Linked DNA regions of Ovis aries: region 1 is linked to region 2. A link is a contact called in public Hi-C data. All regions are on one chromosome and are shown on one strand. Each heading gives the region's core, a stretch centred on a gene start, on an enhancer-like site or on the middle of the called end of the contact. The rest is flanking DNA. Distances are from core to core; before and after follow the strand shown. Region 1 holds the start of ZNF414 (zinc finger protein 414). Region 2 holds the start of NDUFA7 (NADH:ubiquinone oxidoreductase subunit A7).

Region 1 (3,194 bases), core at 434-2,933, 150 kb after region 2:
GGCGCAGGGATGAATGACAGAGGAGTGGAGTGGGGTGGCCAGGACTGGCCCAGAGGCTCGGCCCGCCTCCCACCCTAACCTGCCTCCCCACCATCTACCCTGGCCCTACCTTCCAGGGACTGTGTGGGTGGGCAGTGGGTACGCAGATGCTGTGCCAGGTCTCGAACGCTGGGGAAACTGAGGCAGCAGCCTGGGCTGGAGCATGGTATCTGCTTCCCTGAAGGACGCACAGAAGCAGGGGGAGGGTCACTATACCTTCCTCATCCACGCCGTCCAGGGCGCTGCCTCAGAGGGGCATTTATGGGGCTGCAACTACCCTGCAACTACTAACTATGGTTTCTTACTGGGGCCTTTACCCTCTGCCTCCCCCACCAGGAAGTAGCGGCTGAGTTTCCCTGGCTCCTCGTTGGAGCCACAGACTGCCACGCAATGGGGCTCATTAAGTGGTTATTCCTTCTAGGTGGGCCCCCAGTCTGGAGATACTCAGTAATCTGCACTTCTGTTGTTCCAGGCCTGTGATCCCCCAGAAGGTCCCATCACGTGTCACCTGGTGGTGGGCGTCGTCTGGGAGGTCGCAGGTCCTCACTGGTCTTGGAGACAGTGCTGGTTGGGCCAAGGCTGTGTCCAGGTCCTGGATGGCCACTGTCTGGGGCTGGGGAGGCACCCTGCTGGGTCCCTCCGGTGGGCCCTCCACGTTCCCACACTGGGGGTGTGGGTGCCCGGTCAGGGCCCGGCTCCTCCTCCATGGAAGAGGACTTGGCTATAGCAGCCACAACTGGGGACACCCCCTTGTCGGTCTCACTGGAGCTGGGCTCTGCAGTAGCCGGCATGTCCGGGCTGGGCCCCGAGGGTTCCTCATCCTGGTGGAAGGAAGAGGTGGGGAGAACCCCCTGGGCCCAGGGTCTGCCTGCGCCAGCTAGGGGAACACCTTCACCTCGCCATAACCATTCGGTGTTTCTAAAACAGCGAATGCCCCAGAGACGTCACCCAGTTGGCTCCCATACTAAGGAGAGGCAGTGGGTGAGAGGGTTGAACGTCTGCCTCCAGTGTCCCCGTCCTTCGGAAGAGAGTTGGGAGGTGTGCCAAATGTAGAAGGGGGTACCTTTCCAGGAAGCCCCTATATGATAAGAAGCATGCTCTGATCCTAACTTGGAAAGCTGGGGGGCCCCCCACTACAGGGCAGGGGCGTGGCCCTGAGGGAGTGGGCGTCGCAAAGGCGGGGCTCTGAACAGGACGCGGCTAAGAAGATTCTGGAGGGCCAGAAGTGGCCAAGTGGGTGTTTGAGGACCGAGATATATCTACCAGAGGGGTTCGAGCTGTGCAGGCGAACGGGAGGTGCTGGGACCCCAAACATATAAAGATCAGGGGGCGGTGCCTGAGCTCTGTAGGCGTGGCCCAGTCGAAGCCAGGACCGGAAGTAGGGGGTAGGGTGCTCCCTGAGTGACAGCGGCAGGCGACTGCCCGGATGTGGAGGCGGGGTCGGCTGGAGGCTTAGAAGGCCGCTCCCCGCCAGTCCCTGCTTGTTCGCCGCGTCCGCATCCCCGGTGCCGCGCTCACCATCCTCAGCCTGGTTCAGCCTCTTGTTCCTGCAGCTCCGGCGGCTCCAACTAAGGCTGCGGCGACTCCTTCGGTGGCCGCAGGCTCGCGCTCACGTCGGCGCCATTTTTCGGCTCCTAGCTCTCGCGAGAACGGGGGCGGGGTCCGCGCACAGTGCTCAGCGAGGAGGCGGGGCCTGAGATCCAGGATTCTCTGGAACTGCTATGCCAAGAGGGAGAGGGCAATGGCACCCAACTCCAGTACTCTTGCCTGGAAAATCCCATGGACGGAGGAGCCTGGTGGGCTTCAGTCCACGGGGTCCGGAAGAGTCGGACACGACTGAGCGACTTCACTTTGACTTTTCACCTTCATGCATTGGAGAAGGAAATGGCAACCCACTCGAGTGTTCTTGCCTGGAGAATCCCAGGGACGGCAGAGCCTGGTAGGCTGCTGTCTATGGGGACGCACAGAGTCGGACACTACTGAAGCGACTTAGCAGCAGCAATGCCCAGAATATGTGTACAGAGATCTAGGATTAAAAATTTCCCGGGCCTTTGTGTTCTCCTGTGCAAAATGAGCATCTTCGTTTGCTCCCGTCCCGTCACCATATCTCGAAGGGGGATAAACAGCAGTTCTCAGTTTTGAGAAGGTCATGTTGAGAGGGCTGCTTCTTTGGAGGGAAATTGCCGCGGACGTCAACATTTTCAATGCACTTAGTCCGGAAATTGGAATGGATCTGTTGAGATAGCCAAGGGCGGGAAACAAGTTCACTTTCCGTCCTCAGGACACCCGGAACGTGTGTAGCCTGAAGATGGAGTGGTGTGTGTTTTCAGGATAGGTGGAGAGCCCTGGCGTGAAATGAGTCACCTATCCAACTTACGTTCCTTGAGTGCCTAGTTTGTGCTAGGGTCTGGGGATCCAGAGATGAACAGGACAGGCCAACAGTCCTGCTCTCAGGGGGCACTCGCGTTTTAAAATGGGGAAACAGACAATGAATCAACAAATGCGGGAAATGATCTTATGGTTATATTAAGTGCCATAAAGGAAAAAGGGCTTCCCAGGTGGCGCTAGTGGTAAAGAACCCACCTGTCAATGCTGGAGATGTAAGAGAAGCTGGTTCGATCCCTGGGCCAGGAAGATCCCCTGGAGGAGGAAATGGCAACCCACTCCAGTATTCTTGCTGGGGAGAATCCCATGGACAGGGGAGCCTAACATGCTACAGTCCATGGGGTTGCAAAGAGTCAGTGGTGACTGAGTGGCTGAGCACAATAAAGGGGGGAAAAAAGCCCAGAAGGATGTGATGGTCACAGGCCAGGGAAGTTTCTCTGTGAGATGACTTCTGAGCTGTTGCGTGATTGTCCGGAGGCAGTTATTCAGTGGAAGTTCAGGAGGCCACATCGCTGTGGGAAGAATGAATAGCTGGTTCAAGTGGCCTGAGTTGGGGAGGGACAAGCTTATCTTTTACAAGAAACAATGAAGTGATCAGCTTACTGCTGGAGCCAGGTGGAGGCAGGGAGTGAAGATCAGAACGTAGACATGGTTCAAGAAAGGTCATTCAGGGACCTAGTAAAAGAGAGGTGTGTGGTCTCTATTCTAGCTGATGAATTTTTAGTAGGGGGAGGAACACCATCTGATTGCTGGGTGTCCTTTGGAGGATG
Region 2 (3,057 bases), core at 540-3,039:
AGAGCAGGTTATCATCTTCTTCTCCGGGGATCGTCCTGACCCAAGAATTGAACCCGAGTCTCGGACATCTCCTGCACTGGCAGGCAGATTCTTTACCACTGAGCCACCTGGGAAGCCCCAGAAAACAAGCCCAGAAAGGGTAAAAAGAACCGTGACCAACTGGAAAGGCCCAAAGGAATCACTAGGGGGCGCCATTATCCTTTAAAAAAAAAAAAAGGTGAAACTTACAAAACTCTTTCCTCAACTGGGCCACCAACTACCTAGGACGGAGAAGTACTTTAAAACTTTTGATATCTGGAATCAGCCACGACATAGAGATATTCACAAAGATTTGGTTATTTTAAGGCTATTGTTCTTCCTTTCCTGCTAATCCTCCCTGGCTGCCTTACCTTTGCCTGTGGCATACATACACACATACACACACACACACACACACACACACACGCATATACCACTATTCCCCATTCTTCTAAGTGTTTCAGCCACACTAGTCGTCTTCCTATGTCTAGCTCTGTCGGGCTGCACAGCCTTGGCACTTACCGCTCCCTCTGTCCGGAATGTTGCTTTAATCATTATCCTTTGGCATTTCAGCTGACTCCAAAGCCAATCCCTGAGACCTTTCCTGATCACTTAACCTGAGGTAGCCACTTTCCATCTGGTCCATTTTGTTTTCTCTTCAGAGCATTCTGAAACAGTGTTTTTTACTTGCTGTGTTTATTTCCTTACTACGTTATGTCTCTGCCTCCTCCCTCGGATATAAGCTCCAAGAAAGGAATGAGAAGACATTTTCTCCTTCCCCTGGGACTCCCAACGGCTGAGGACAGAGCCTGGCCTTGTAAATGTCAACTAATTTTCCGGCTTGAGTTAGAAATCAAAGACACTTCTGGGTTCAAATCCCGGCTGTCAATTTCTGGCTTCTGAGTGATTTTAAGCAAATGATTTCGTTTCTCTGAGTCTCAAATATTTTCATACGTAGCCTGGGGATGGTAATACTGTCAGGACCACACTGGAGGCTGCAAATCACGGAAAATTCCCACTCAGAATTCACGCCCCATCTGGTTGTTGCAGAAGCACAATATCTGACACAGTGCAGCAAGATGAAGGGCAAACCTCTGCCTTCACAGCCAGCTAAGGGACTGGAGCCAGGATTTCGGCCCAGAGTTTCAGGGGTCTAAAAGAACAGGGGTTTGGGTTTTTTTTTTTTTTTTTTGATAGACGGAGGGCAGGATTGGGATCTGGGGAGCGAGCGGGGTTTGCTCACCGTTTAGAGATCTCCTGGTAGCGCAGCTGCAGTTTCGCCTGCAAGTCTCGCTGTGGGAGAAAGGATGGAGATCAGTCCCCAGGGCACTCCAGAAGAGGAAACCAGCTAACCGGCAGTCTCGCACAGAACAAATTAAGAGAAAGGTGGGACATGGGTCTTTGAGGACAGGATACGGGACTTGGAGGTGAACAGGGGAGCTGGGGGCCGGAACAAGATCTCAAAGCTAAAAAGGTACGGGCCTAGGGAGACCCCAGGCCTGAATGGTACCATAGCCAACGGCTGGGGAGGGTGTCCTGGGTTGAAGGAGTTCGGGGTTCCAGGCTGCGGAGAATTCCCTGCTTAGGAGAATCTCGGCACTAATGGCCTCAGCCCCAGAGATGCAAAAAGGAGGCGAGTAGAGGGAGCGGGTCAGGGCGCGCAAGGCCTGCAGTATCCACAGCCCCTTCCCGCCCCGCCCCGCGCACCCCGGATGCCCAGTTCCGCAGCCCCTGGATCAAACGGGTAGCGGACGCCATCTTTCACCGGCACTGAAGGGCGCCGGTGACGTCTCTACTGCAGGGACTGCTGGGAACATGGCGTACGGTCTCGCGAGAGCAGGAATAGGCGGAGCTAGGGAGTCATATAAATAGTCTCTCCGAAACACGTGACTCCTCTCCGCCCGACCGCCGCCGCGCCGCCATCATGGACACGAGCCGTGTGCAGCCCATCAAGCTTGCCAGGGTGAGGCGGAGGCCCGGTTTTGAGGGCCCAGATGAGGGAGGAGGGAGTAAGGGAACCGGGTGGGCTAGATCTGATTCCAGTTTCTTTCCCCAAGGTCACCAAGGTGTTGGGCAGGACCGGTTCTCAGGGACAGTGCACGCAGGTGAGCGGGGGAGGCGGGGAGCGGAGGGATGTTTGCTGGGGGCTTCTAAAGTTTGAATCTCGAGGATAATTTCTGTGCCCTGGGTTTTGTTCTCTGGTGTCTGGGAGCCGATATGTTCCCTATTTCCCAGAGTTTATTGAGGGTCGGAAATTTAGCCAAGGCTCTGCCCACTGGATCTGGGCTCTGGCGATCTCATTCCCCGAGTTCTAACATAGTTCGTTGTCATGGTTCAGCCTGTGCCAACGACCACTGTGGCTCTATGCCCTCACGACAACCCCCAGTTGTCTCCCCTGGTGGCATCTTCTGGCGCTCGAGAGCTTTGTTCTCCAGCCTCGGCCCCTCTCCGGCTTGTCTCCTATCCCAGTCCTGCCTTCCCAGCCTCAGGCCCTTTTAAGCGTCTCTAAACAGAAACGTTCTCTGGATCGACATCAGCCGCTTATCCCATGGATCCTATTCTCAACCGACTCTGACTTCTTCCATCCCTCCTGTGGGCCCCGTAGGTGCGCGTAGAATTCATGGACGACACGAGCCGCTCCATCATCCGAAACGTGAAAGGCCCCGTGCGCGAGGGCGACGTGCTCACCCTGTTGGAGTCAGAGCGAGAGGCTCGGAGGCTGCGCTGAACTTGTGACTGGTGAGTGCACAAATGGAGTGGGAAATCGAGCAGCTCCTTGTTAGACCCTTGCTTGGGGGTGGGGAGATTTCGCCAAGGATCAAGGGCTGTTGGTCGGGGTCTTCTGAAGTTAGCAAGATGGGGGTTTCCCTGTTTGGGGTGGGGGCACCTTGTCAGCATCTCAACCCTTGGGTTTGTTTACAGGGTGCTGGATGTCTGGGTTGACGCCTTGGCCCACCAGGATGATCTGCTGTTAATAAAGTGTGTGTTTCGTATGTAAACCTGAGGTTTTGTCTGGGTTGTCATTAGATTTCCAAAATC

Evidence for each region. Hi-C and Micro-C count contacts between places; a contact is called where the count stands out from the background.
Region 1: a contact with region 2 is called in a Hi-C map of muscle, with 2.9 times the contacts expected there. The contact joins the promoter of ZNF414 here to the promoter of NDUFA7 in region 2. A contact is called at or near these places in 6 of 16 Hi-C or Micro-C datasets (blood, hypothalamus, mixed tissues and 3 more).

Annotation. Positions count from the first base shown.
Region 1 is chr5:14,857,520-14,860,713 of ARS-UI_Ramb_v3.0, forward strand. It overlaps ZNF414 (zinc finger protein 414), which reads right to left and starts at 1,684. Exons shown (of 7, transcript XM_027969757.2): 1 at 548-1,684; 2 at 110-217. The coding sequence starts at 830. It overlaps LOC121819605 (a long non-coding RNA gene), which reads left to right and starts at 1,748. Exons shown (of 3, transcript XR_006059865.2): 1 at 1,748-1,978.
Region 2 is chr5:14,705,678-14,708,734 of ARS-UI_Ramb_v3.0, forward strand. It overlaps NDUFA7 (NADH:ubiquinone oxidoreductase subunit A7), which reads right to left and starts at 1,790. Exons shown (of 4, transcript XM_004008565.4): 1 at 1,726-1,790; 2 at 1,262-1,311. The coding sequence starts at 1,776. It overlaps RPS28 (ribosomal protein S28), which reads left to right and starts at 1,912. Exons shown (of 4, transcript XR_003589363.2): 1 at 1,912-1,981; 2 at 2,076-2,123; 3 at 2,624-2,757; 4 at 2,941-3,022.